4 separate regions of the Mus musculus genome follow, and regions 1, 3 and 4 are each linked to region 2. The links are chromatin contacts, called in public ChIA-PET, HiChIP or PLAC-seq and promoter capture Hi-C maps. All regions are on one chromosome and are shown on one strand. Each heading gives the region's core, a stretch centred on a gene start, on an enhancer-like site or on the middle of the called end of the contact. The rest is flanking DNA. Distances are from core to core; before and after follow the strand shown.

Region 1 (2,932 bases), core at 131-2,630, 640 kb after region 2:
GAAGAAAAAAAATGAATGTGACAAATTCTTTTTTTTTGTTTGTTTTTTGTTTTTTGTTTTTCGAGACAGGGTTTCTCTGTATAGCCCTGGCTGTCCTGGACCTCACTTTGTAGACCAGGCTGACCTCGAACTCAGAAATCCACCTGCCTCTGCCTCCCGAGTGCTGGGATTAAAGGCGTGCGCCACCACGCCCGGCTAATGTGACAAATTCTTATAAAATTTAGAGCCACCAGTCAGCCAATCCAGCTGACTAAGGAAATGAATTGGTAATGTGGGATGGAGGACACATAGAGGCAGCAAGCAGTGTTTCCTCTGTTGCTTTTTTTTTTTTTTTTTTTTTTAAGACCGGGTTCTTTACTGAACCTAGAAATTGCCACTTGGCCAGAATGCCTGGTCAGCAAGACCCCAGGGTCTGACTGCTTGCCTCCCACACGCCTATCCCCGAGTGTCAGCCAGGTGCTGCAGTGGAACGTTCACATGAAAGCCGGAGGTCTGAACCCAGATCCTCACGCCTCGCGCTAAGCACTTTATCCCTGAGTCATTGCTTCTGTCCTGGCAGTTACTGCCTTATGTAGTTAGAAGCCCAGAAGTGCTCTTTCTCAGGATTCCAAACAGTGGCCAGCAGCCACAGGTGCCCAAATGCTTTCTTACTACATCACTCAGAGAAGTAGAGTTCTTTCCTGAAAGTGATCGGAAAGTATTTCTTCTCAGCCTTATCTAATCAACCTAGTACCAACTTGGGTCAAATCTCCTGCCAGACTACTAATCAGCTAGCCTGTAGGAACATGTGCTGCTGAGCTGTCATCTCCAACTGCTAATTAACCTAGTGGGCCAGTGAGGTTCAGTCTTTGGGTCTGATTTCATAATTTCCTGATTCCCAGACCTACTCGCTCCGTTCTCCTTCTGTCTTAACCATGGGCTTTCTGGGTAATCTCGAATCAGCCACCTAACAATTTTTGCTCTGTCCTCTATGGAAATAGGTCTTTGTGTAGACTCCCCCTTTTTACCAACCATTATTTTGAAGTAAAAATAGATAAACTCTCCCTGGTTCTACAAATCTGTGCTAGCATGCTGCGTAATGAGGGACTGTTGTGTCTTAAGCCTCCTTTTGAAGACAGAAACAGATCTTTCAGGTGAGCGAGAGAGGAGCAGGTGATCAGCTGAAGTCACGCAACAGTGTTCCAGGAACTCTAGCAAGGCGGTGCTCAGCTTGTACTTAAACTGGTCCTAACCAGACTAGAGAAGCCAGCAAAAAGGCAGGAAATGGCTTCTGTTGATTTCAGCAGCAGCTTAACTCAATGTGCCAGGCAGCTGTGTCTCTCATTGGCCACAGCTGCTGCGAGCAGCAGGATGAGGGTTGACCTATATCTGTCCTCTGTAGGTCAACCCCCGAATTTGTTTGTAGAAGCTTCAGTCTTCTAGAACGCCAAGTTTCGCTTAGTACCTACCACAGTACCCTGATTTTATCAGGAAGTGAGATAGCCCACACCTGTGAAGAGCTGACATCTGCGGGCTTCCCCAGCTCTAACTTCTCTTGCTTTGTCTCTCACTGCCCCTCCCTCCTGTTAGCCTCTTGCTCCTTGTTTTTTGTTCGCCACCCTGCTTCCATCATCCTCTGGGTGAGAGGGGCCGCGATGGTCACAGCTGTGTGCCTTCTTGCAATCACGATGATGCTAGTGCTTGTCTTTACGGTTCCAAGTTCCATCTTTCAGTTGCAGCCATCATCCCACGTGTGTGCCTGTGCCACCACAGGTTTTAGGATGTGTCAGTTGCTCTTTTCAGCTGCAGCTGTAAACAGAATTGTCTGTTGGATACATGCCTTCAACACCTTAGTGCCCGAGTTTCTACACGGTAATAGCTTCTTCACTGTTTTTCATGGCTAAGAAATTTGGAAAAGATAGACTGTAAGTCTTTCTCCTAGATTAGAAAGCCATCTATTTGATTGTTTTTATTTTCAAAGCCAACATCCAAATGTGATAACGCCTCTTGTCCTTTGCCTTAGAGTGGGGTCAATAGGAGCATGCTGTCCCAGGTCTCAGTTGGTAGACATGTTTCTTTATGCTTATGGCACAATGTGAAAGGAATCCTAGTCAGTCGCATGAAAGCATCGGGACTCTGTAGGCCTCTCCCTCTTTGTAGCACAGGTATTGTTTCCTGTGATGATTTCTTCACTGGCTCTTTATAATAAATAACAAAGACGCAGCTCGGGTGGTGGGAACTCGGGGCCCTGTGTACACTAGGTCCGGCACAGAAATTTGAGATAGGAAAGGCCTATTAAACCATCTCAGTGGTTCTCTGAGGGCACATGGTGGTTTTGCCCTCCCCAGAACGCCTGGCTACTTTTTAGTGCATTTTCCAATTGCAAATAGTACAAGAGAAAGGGATTCTGGCTCCCCAGGGGACAAGCGCTGCACAGTCAATAATAGACCCTCCATTACAGCGTGTGACCTGCTCTGCCACCTTAATCGTCTCCATGTTGAGTTTCATTTCCATCACTCCTTCTCTGTCCCCTCGGACCACACTAAATAACTTCCCTCCATCCACGCTGTTTATGCCCTTCAAGTACTCTTGGCCGTGGCCTACGAGCCAGTCCTGGATGGTTAGCCCCTGGTGGACATGCTGAGAGACTCTCTTCTTTCATCTGCCTCTGGAAGGCAGTCCCTTCGGCCTTATAAATCGTGCTCGTTGCTTTTCAGTGAATGCCCACCAGTTTCTCAATATTTGGTCTCATTTCTTTTTCACTCCAACCGCTCGTGAAAATCCCTTTGCTGTTTCTGTTGACAGAAGTAGTAGAATCCCAGCTTTCTGAAAGCAGGCCAGAGCTTTTGAGCCCCGGAGAGTATCATAGCTCAGGGCCTTTGAGTCCCTTACTTGCTGAGCTAATGGGAGTTTGGTGTGTGCTTAGAGACAGGAGCGCTTGATGCGTGTCTCG
Region 2 (3,026 bases), core at 12-2,511:
CCTTTGCCAAAGCAGAGCAGACGAGTTTGTAAAACTCTCTCTCTCTCTCTTTTTTTTTTTTTTTTTTTTTTGGTTTTTCAAGACAGGGTTTCTCTGTATAGCCCTGGCTGTCCCGGAACTCACTTATTAGACCAGGCTGGCCTCCAACTCCCGAGTGCTAGGCGTGCACCACCACTCCCCGCTGAGTTTGTAAAACTCTTAAGTATTTGCCATAGCAGAACAGAAGTAAAATGCCATTACACACATTCCTCCAAGAGGCTTTCTGTCCGTTGTCACTATATGAGTTCTCTGTTCTTCTGAGGCACACATCTGGTTACAGAGCACTCTTCATTATGCCAAATCTCTTGTTATTAAGGATAGAGGAATGCTGTGAAAGGAAAAGAGGCAAAAAAAAAGGGGGGGGGGGCTAAGATTGGGTTAGAGGTCAGCGTGACGTTGAGGTTTGTTCCACAGACAACAGTTTAAAAGGCAGTTCTTTACTTGTACTCCCTGCTAATTTCGCTTTCTGCTTTCCTGAGAGAATTAGAACACTCAACCTCACCAGAAGGGGGCTAAAAAAACCCTGAGCTCGGGGAAGCCGGGACTTCCCAGCCCACTCCGCAGGAGGGCGGGGCAAACACCCGGCGGCCAATCCCCGCATCCGCAGGTCGCGGTGTCCCCGCCCACTCTGCCCAGGCCCCGCCCTTCCCCGGGGCTGCTGCTGCTGCTGCAGCTGCTGCAGCCGGGACGTCAGCATCTCCGAGACCCCTGGGTGGCGGCTGCGCAGTAGGCGGGCCGTGGTCCAGGCCGCGCGGTCGGGAGGGGCGGAGCGAGCGGCGGGAGCGAGCGGCAGGAGCGCGCGCCGGGCCCGCCTCGGCCGCCGCCGCCGCCGCCGCCGCCGGGAGATGATCTGGGCGGCCGCGGGCGGCCCAGGCTAGCGGCCCCTGCCCGTGCTGCGGCGGGCCAGGGCAGCGAAGGTCGCGGGTGGGGGGTCGTCCTCCTCCCCGCCTCCGGGAGGGGCGAGAGGGAGCCGGGGCTGATGTCAGGGACGGCGGGCGGAGGCGCCCGAGGGCTGCGGGTCCAGGGGCTCGGCTGCCGGCGGCAGGGCGACTGAGGGTTCGGGAACGCCGCCCGGGTCCGCGTCCCCGTCCGCGCCGGCGCGGCCAAACAGGTGTCTCGGGCGGCGGGCGAGCGGCCACCCTCGCGCTCTCCGCGGCCCGGCGTGTCCGGCCCGAGGCGCCCGGGGCGGGCCAGCGCCGAGCGGTCCTGCCCGCCGCCCCGCCCCGGGCCTCCGCGCGCCCGGCGCCCGCCAGCTGTGTGCACTCAGGTGCGGGCACCTTCCGGCCGCAACAGTCCCGAGTGCCCGCCGCCGTTGGACCGTCAGCTTTGTCTGGAGCTGGTCGGTTATGGTTGGAACTTTCCCTGCCCTTCGTTGACTGAGTGAACCAGCCAGGTGTGTTGGGGGCTTGCTACGCGCAGGATTTAAAAAAAAAATGTTTTTTGTTTTTTCTTTTTCCTTTGGTAACAAAGTGTGATGGCTTTCCTAGATGTTGGCTAGTTAAACAAAGTGCTTTGACTTTAGATAGATACTCTTCTAAATTAACTAATTTAAGAGTGAGGATCGGGGATTAATGCTTTTGAGCTCTGTCCACACTTCTTACTAGTGGCGTGGGACTTAGAATATTCTAAGATCCCTTACTTCCTGGAAAAAAAATTTTTTTTTTCCAATCTAGATCTTTGTATTCACGGTATTTCCTTTTAGTACATACTGTCAAAAGATGTATTCTGAGTTAAAAAGTTACAAAGTTAGAACTTCAGTGCTTCAGACTGAGTAGGCAACGCGGAAGGGACAGAAGTTTGGTAATTTGCAGGAAGTTGAGGATAGACCACAGATAGCTCAGCCTGGTGCCAAGAAAAAAATGCTGTGCACACTACAAGTTGTTTGATTCTGGTGGAAGTTTGGATTTGGAAGTGGAAACTTGAGTTTTTAGAAGGTATTTATAAACGGTACAATTTTCCAGTTCCTTATCAGATAAATGTCAGACGAGCCTTGTGCACACGATATTGTGTGCTCTAAGCATTGTATAGCATTTCTGCCAGCTGTAGTATATATTTTTGTCCAGTTTAAATGAATATAAGGTTTGAAGTTACCAAACAGTTAACTCTTTTCACCATATGTTCAGTAAAACTGACTTAGGAAGGCAAGTATGACTCACTGAAAAGTCAGCATTAGTGGACAACTAACTTTAGTGTTTCAGATTTTCTTGAAATTTATGTTTTCCTCTATCTTTTTACTCAGGACTCAGCAGTTTACAAATGCTTTGTGGTCATTTCCCACTTAAACTCCCTCTCCCTACATTGTGCTCTTAAAAAAAAAATCAGCCTACAGTTGTGGATAACTTTAATATCAAGCAGTTTAAAAGTACATATAATGAGTTAATGTTTGGCTAATTGTATTCAAAAGTATGTGCTGTATATTGCTTGTGTGTTGATTTTGCTGAAATGAAAATTGTGTTATTCAGCTTAACTATAAACTCATGATAATATAAAGTCAAATCTTTGGTGAAAGTAGTGGTTGGAATTTTGTTGCAATTTATTTATGAATCAAATGTGAATTGAAATTGTTACCTTAATGCTCCTGTTTACCTATTACATTCAAAAGTTGGCTTTTCGGTACAGATATTTTAAAAGGACTTTGAGATTTTAACAACTAGCTTGAAATAAAAGAAAGATACATGTTTTTAATTACCAAATCTGGTGGGACTAAGGTCTTTTTAAAAATTAAAAATTTAAATTAACATGCCAAGTGGTGAGATTCATATATACGTTGGTCATTATACTTTGGTTTTATTCGCTTAAAGAAAACAAGACTTGCTGCATAAAATGTGAAGTTGGCCTTTTATCTTTCAATCCAATAAGAAACAAATGATAAAGTGTACTTAATTTTTTGCATATAATTGAAATGTCACTCCCCACCTGGTGTTGGGGGTGGGGCGGTGTAAGTCACTCAGCTGCAACTGTTTTTTTTTTTTTTTTTCCTGTTAGGT
Region 3 (2,845 bases), core at 41-2,540, 930 kb after region 2:
TAAACCCTTCTTGTGCTAGATTCAATGCTATCTAAAAATGGAGAATATAGTCTCATTTCTAGACCTTAATGCCCACCAAAAGACCCCAAACGTTATTCACGGATATGGCACGTTAAAGGCTCCAAAGAGTGGTTCAGAGGCTTTGGAACCCTACAAGTCAAAAGATAGTGTGAAGGTTAACGGGGGAGCCGCTTGGGAGAAAGACTGGCATAACAGGATATTACTTTCAGAGGAAACAGGAGCTGCATCAAGCCTGGGCCAGGAAAGGCGGAGTCAGCAGCGCAGCACCCAAAGAAACCCCGCGTGCCAGGGTTTGCAAGAACGTGGCGTGCTCAGTGACTCTTCCTAGCCCGCAGGGGCCAACCACAGGCCTCCTGGCACCAGTCATTACAAAAAAGGTACCCATCGGCTCTTAGCAGTCCCTGCCAAAGACTAGCATAGGAGGAACGGCAAAAGTAAACGTCAGATACCGCTGCAGGTGAACTTGTCAACAAGTCAGCTCTAGACGAAAATCCCAGTCCAGAGGGGACCTGGGAGGAAGGGAAGGGTAGGCCAGCACCGGCTTGGGTATGGGCGCAGGTGCTCTCTGGTTTCCCTCCCGCTCCCTGGGGGCTGACGCACGCTCCTAGGGCGCGCGCATCCTCCACACATCCAGGCCCGAGGGAGGATCTGCGGGAGGGAAGAGGATGATGCTCCTCCCGCACCCGATGGGGGGGTGGGTGTGTGGATGAGGTGACCCGCCTGGAACCCGTAGCCCGCAAAGGGCAGTAGAGGCGGCCTTGGCTTGGCGCCCCCGACCACCCGGCCACCCGGGCGTCTCCCACTGCAGCATGCAGCCCGCCCGGCCCGCCCCCGCCCCGGCCCTGGAGGGCAGGTACCTTGGTGCTCCGGCCCCCAGGAGCCTCCCGGCGGAGATCCTAGCGTCCCTCCAGCTCCCTGCGCCGACGTCAGCGTCAGCACTGGCGAGGGAAGGGGCGGGGAGCGCAGGAAGCGGTCCTTCCTGCAGCGGCCGCCGCCAGCCGGAATAGCAACGCGGAGCCGGTGCGCGCCGCAGCGCAGCGCGGCGGCCCGAGCCGGCGCCCTCCCCTCCGCCAGAACCCGCCGCCTCCCTTCCTGCGGGGACAGCGGCCACTCTCTGCAGGACCCAGGGATCCTGGTGGGGGAGGGCGGTGGTCTCACCTGGTTTGGGGCGGATCAAGGATGAGAGGACCGAGTGTCCCTCTCTCTACTCCCTGGGGTTTTCCCGTGACCCCCATGTCTAGGGTATCTGGCGTTTGGACCTGCTGCCAGAGATGACCCCGCCCCTGCTCCCTAGCAGGTGTTCCACGTGTCCATAGCGTTCGCGTCACAATGACCTGTCTACAGGTGGCTGACGCCTAGAACACCTCAGAGTTCCTTCCTCGGTTTGTGTAAAGGGTGCGTGCTACTTTATAGAGTTTGGTTACTTGAATGGACAGGAGATTTCGTGAGGTCAGTGCCAAAACAAGTAGGTTTGCATCTGGAGTCCAAATTTGGGCTTAAAGGCTAAAAAGGCAGTGTTAAGAAAACAGCTGGGTATGTATTTACACACTTTTTTTTAATATCCATATGCCATATCAGTCACCTATACTTACTTTAGACAGTGTTTCATCTCTTCTTATCCTTTGTCACAAAACACAAACCTCAGTTTCTGGAGTACCTTGCATATCACAGGAGAGGGATATCAAATAATGGTTCCCAATGCTGTCTATACTGATAGAGATACTGGGCTCACCCCTCCTTCGATGTCATAGAGAAGTTTGTTGAATGATCACTGCTAGGAACAGCTAGTAGGTGGAAAGAAAAATTACTTAGTAATAATGCAAACAAGCCAGAAATCCACAGCTAACATAAAAGGGTTGTTTCCTGGGTGCCAAACCAATACTGTGTCCTTCACACTGAATTTTTTGATGGCCCAATATGGTGGTTAAAATTATCCCCGTTTTAAGGGTGAAGATACCGTAGCTCAGAGTTCCCTACGGAAGACTGGTGGATCTGATAGCCTTGGCATGGCTCAGTAGTGAAGAACCAGGGTTGAACCTAGGGTTGTCTGAACCAAGATTTAACCTGAGGAGAGAGTGGGGTTTAAAGCATGGTTAGGGATAACTCAGTGGCTGAACACTTACCTAGCATGCACAAAGCCCTGGGCTTGGTCCCTAGGAAAGCAAAGTAAGAAAAGTGTCCAAACATAGAAAGAAATGCTAATTTCTTCTAACATCAGAGGTACGCTGAAGGGCCAAATTTCCCTTGACTCATACCAGTCTTCATACCAGTCGCAATTTATTAATTACATGAAAATATAAGAATTCCACTCACTTATCAAAGATTGGTTTTGAGGCAAATGCATTTTTTTTTTTTTATAAGAAAGCCAGTGTCTGATGTGTTGAAAGTGTCCCCTAGAAGCATAGTTCACTGGGACCTAAGCTCTGGAAAGAACAAAGAAGTAGATTTACAGAACCATTTAAGGGCTAAGGCAGACACCTTGGCCAGAAGTCTGAGAGCCTGTCAGTCACAGAGGCTGAGTTTAGCCTTCAAAGACAGTACCTGCCATCGAAGAACCCACAGGATGAAAGCAGGGTCTGGCCAGTGTGAACAGAATCCCCCTAGCTCCCAGAGACTTTAAGAGCACACCTTAAGTGATGTCTTATTCATTTATTTAATTTGTTTTTTTGAGGCATGTTCTAGTTGTGTAGCCCAAGTTGGACTGGAACCAGAGATCCTCCTGCCTGGGATGGATGCTGAATGGTTAGATGATAGGATGTCCTCCCATGCATAGCTTTAAGTGACTTTTCTTCACCTCCAGCCTTGTTCTAGTGCTTAGGATAGG
Region 4 (3,027 bases), core at 127-2,626, 780 kb after region 2:
AAAATTACATTTCGAGGGGAATGAATCTGTAAAGTGAACCGAGAGCCAGTGCCAGTTGGGGAAAGAAGGCAGGCACAAACAGAATCATGCCTCGTCCCTCCTTACAGTGTGTGCGTTCTTTATCTGTTAGCTGAGGAAAAGGGAGGGGAACCGGGGGTCATGCTGAAGCCATCAGAAATAGCCAGAAAGCCAAGGAGAGCCTGGGTCTACCTGTAGCTCAAGCTCCATTGTAACGGTGGCTCAGGCTGCCCGAAGGGAGTTGGAGATGAAGCGAGACTTGTTTGGCAAAGAGGGTAAAGACATATTGTCTCCTTCATGGCAGAGATCACACTTGTGTGGGCAGTTGGGGAGACCCCAAGGTGGGTCCCAGAGGAAGCCTCTTGGCCAGGCGGGTGTACGGGGCTCTTACAAGAGAGCCAGGTGGCAGCTGCTTCCCCTTACTTAGGAGAGGTGGTCAAGGGGCTTTGTGTGAGCAGGGTCAAAACGTGCCTCTCAACAGGGATCAAGAGGCTGCCCCAGTGGATTGCAGATGGGAAAGGAGACTGAGTCTTCTTCTTTTCTTTCCTTTTCATGAGAAATATAAAGACAATTTGGGGAGAAAATGCCTCCATGAGCAACCCTTTCCTTTTCCGGTTGCAAAGCTTATTCAACCACTGTGATCCACTACCCCCCACTCACTGATCAGTTTTAAAAGGCAGCCTCCTACTGCTTATCCTATTCCAAACTCTACCTCCCTCAACCTCCATGCCTTCCCATCGCCTAGACGGAGCCAGACAGGCCTTCCAGATTCAGCTCCTCACTGTGACTTCTGGGGTTTCCATGGCTACAAACAAATGTGACCTGGGATGAAACTAGAACCCTTACTCCTCATTCCATGCTGGGCAACTTGACCTGGCGATCATTAATCCACGCAAGTGGCACTGTCTAATGGTAGAGGCATGTGTCTAAAGCACGTATCTGTCAAGGCTAGGAAGCACCATCCTGGCATGGCTGGAGGAGAGCGGTAGGGCAGGAGCCAAACTCTCAGGAGACAGTAGAGCTTCATCCTTGGAGAACTGAAGGTGCAGGTAGAGGCTCCACATTCTCATGGTGGAGGTGGACTGTGAGGAAGCTCTTGAGGACTGAAGAAGGCTGTCATGGAGTCTCACATAGCACACAGGCCCCTGGGACGGTACATTAAAGGGGTGGCAAGCATGCCTGTGTTTAGAGGAGTGTGAGGTTGGGTTCTGATTCTGTATCGTGACAACCTCAAAGTGTATTAACGTGGAGCTGAGAAATCTGCCAGAGACGATTCTGGCAACAAGACCTCTGATAGCACAAGACAGCAAAGCCAGGGAAAGCTACCCAAGCCAGGCCCTCAGCTGGCTCCCAGACATTTCCTTTACCAAGAAGACATCTGTAACGGCCCGTGTCTCCAGCCCTCAGAGTGGTTTTAGAACTGCAGGCAGGTCCTTTCTGAGGGTGAGTTTCTGAAGGAAGCCCAGGGAGCCTTCTCTGAGATAGGCAACAGGAGCCCTCAAGAGGCCTAAGCACAGAGAACCTTTTTTTCTGGACCACTAACTTACACAGGGCCTTCTGTGCATTGCTTAGGTCTACATGAGGGCATGTGAGAGGGCCCTAACTTAGCAGGTTACCTGTGACATAGAGAAACTCTGGGGTCTGGGAGTCTGACAGGGTATCTAAGTTGTTGATGTGGCTACATGTGAATCTGTAATTACCACTATTTCTTGGTCCTACAAAAGTCCCAGGCAGCCCTTGTAGCTGGCTGCCTTATTTGGGGATGTACAGTTCTGACCAATAGCTGCAGAACTGCCCATGGGGCCCCCTGCCCCTCTATTGCACCTTCAATGATGCTTTTCTTAGCACAGCTGGGTCTCCACACAGAATCCACGACTTGAGTTTGTATAGCAAATGTTGTCTTAATGTTTAAAATTTTCTGTTTAAAAAAAAAAAGGTTCCATGAGGCTCCTGGAGTTTATGCTTTTGAATTCAGCTACGGAAAAGATAAAAGGAGACACTAGGATGTGCAAGGATGGCTGCCTTCAATAGAAAGGTCCATGCAGCAGAAAGCAGCCCCACTCCTCTGCCAGTGTGGCACGTGGCCGCAGTCAAGTGTGGCAGGGGACAGTGTCTTCGGTTGTCTGGATCTTCATCCAGAGCTCAGTGGACAGTGGCATGGCAGAAGGGCTCTTCCTGACACCTCTTCTGAGAGGGATGGGGACGTGAGAAAGCACTTTGAGCCTCCTGGTGCCCCTGAGGACGTGTGTAAGTCCACATGCAGGTGTGTGATTTAGCCTTGGATTTTGGGTGTCAGCAAGAGTAAGCAGTGGCCTGCCAGCGGCCCCTGTGTACTCCTCTACTGTTCAATGCACACGGACTACATACAAACCAAACAGGAGTGAATAACTATAGCGATAGAAACAGGGCCTTGACCCTCTCATTTTATTAAAATGGCATGTAAATATTAAAACAGCACACTGAGCATATTAGACTTCTGCAAGCCCTGGATGAGGTGCCGCGGAGTGGCCCGAGGGCTCCCTGTTGAAGGTTGCAGACTCATGCATTGAGCAATTCGTGTTCTTTATCAGTTTTCCCAACAGCATCAGGGTTTGATAAGGGGTCGAGGTCAGCAAAGAGGCTGAACCAGGCAGTCAGGTCCGAGGCAGCCTTGGCAGGCTCTGGGGAAAGAAGAAGAAACATGAACAAACCCACCTTCTCAATGAGCACCTCAGGAGGGACAAATCCCATGATCCTTGGGGAATTTCATGTCCCCTGAAGGGCTGGCTAACACAAACCTTGGCCTGAGACTCAGTTAACTAATTTCCATCTTCAGGGCACCTCCAGCAATGGCTACAGCTCACAGAGGTACTCAAAACGGCACATGCTGTCTGTCTCCCTCAACCGAGAAGCAGCTTGGCTATTTCAGAAATCAGACTGAAGCAAGGTGCCTTCTGGTGTCTGCCGGAGGGTTCCCTTTAAGTCCCACGGGCCAGGAGCCATCTGCGGTTTCTCCTTTCACCCTTCAAA

What was found. Promoter capture Hi-C pulls out the DNA fragments that hold promoters and counts their contacts. ChIA-PET counts read pairs in DNA pulled down with a chosen protein or histone mark. HiChIP or PLAC-seq counts read pairs in DNA pulled down with a chosen protein or histone mark.
Region 1: an RNA polymerase II ChIA-PET map of memory CD8 T cells shows a contact between it and region 2, with 14 read pairs. The contact joins the enhancer-like site here to the promoter of C1galt1 in region 2. A contact is called at or near these places in 1 of 39 promoter capture datasets (pre-B cells), 2 of 484 Hi-C or Micro-C datasets (CD4 T cells and the N1E-115 cell line) and 3 of 115 datasets of contacts at active chromatin or transcription factors (large pre-B cells, memory CD8 T cells and pancreatic cancer cells).
Region 3: a contact with region 2 is called in an H3K4me3 HiChIP or PLAC-seq map of embryonic forebrain, with 5 times the contacts expected there. The contact joins the promoter of Ica1 here to the promoter of C1galt1 in region 2. A contact is called at or near these places in 11 of 39 promoter capture datasets (the 3T3-L1 cell line, the HPC-7 cell line, cranial neural crest and 7 more), 1 of 484 Hi-C or Micro-C datasets (embryonic stem cells), 9 of 115 datasets of contacts at active chromatin or transcription factors (the 230-238 cell line, embryonic forebrain, embryonic hindbrain and 6 more) and 1 of 9 other capture datasets (embryonic stem cells).
Region 4: a contact with region 2 is called in a promoter capture Hi-C map of pre-B cells, with 3 times the contacts expected there. The contact joins the enhancer-like site here to the promoter of C1galt1 in region 2. A contact is called at or near these places in 1 of 39 promoter capture datasets (pre-B cells) and 3 of 115 datasets of contacts at active chromatin or transcription factors (double positive thymocytes, effector CD8 T cells and large pre-B cells).

Annotation. Positions count from the first base shown.
Region 1 is chr6:8,484,306-8,487,237 of GRCm38.p6, forward strand. No RefSeq gene overlaps it. Among named protein-coding and RNA genes, the nearest start is that of Gm26075, 16 kb to the right of the region's middle. Within about 2 kb of position 1,381, at least 60 of the 459 cell types and tissues checked have an H3K27ac peak or open chromatin away from gene starts, as enhancers often do. A contact at or near this core is called in memory CD8 T cells, where this site is marked.
Region 2 is chr6:7,843,963-7,846,988 of GRCm38.p6, forward strand. It overlaps C1galt1 (core 1 synthase, glycoprotein-N-acetylgalactosamine 3-beta-galactosyltransferase, 1), which reads left to right and starts at 1,262. Exons shown (of 4, transcript NM_052993.3): 1 at 1,262-1,432.
Region 3 is chr6:8,777,194-8,780,038 of GRCm38.p6, forward strand. It overlaps Ica1 (islet cell autoantigen 1), which reads right to left and starts at 1,291. Exons shown (of 14, transcript NM_010492.3): 1 at 879-1,291.
Region 4 is chr6:8,628,120-8,631,146 of GRCm38.p6, forward strand. Ica1 (islet cell autoantigen 1) reads right to left here. Exons shown (of 14, transcript NM_010492.3): 14 at 2,408-2,678. The coding sequence ends at 2,557. Among named protein-coding and RNA genes, the nearest start is that of Gm35621, 6.3 kb to the left of the region's middle. Within about 2 kb of position 1,377, at least 9 of the 459 cell types and tissues checked have an H3K27ac peak or open chromatin away from gene starts, as enhancers often do. A contact at or near this core is called in pre-B cells, where this site is marked.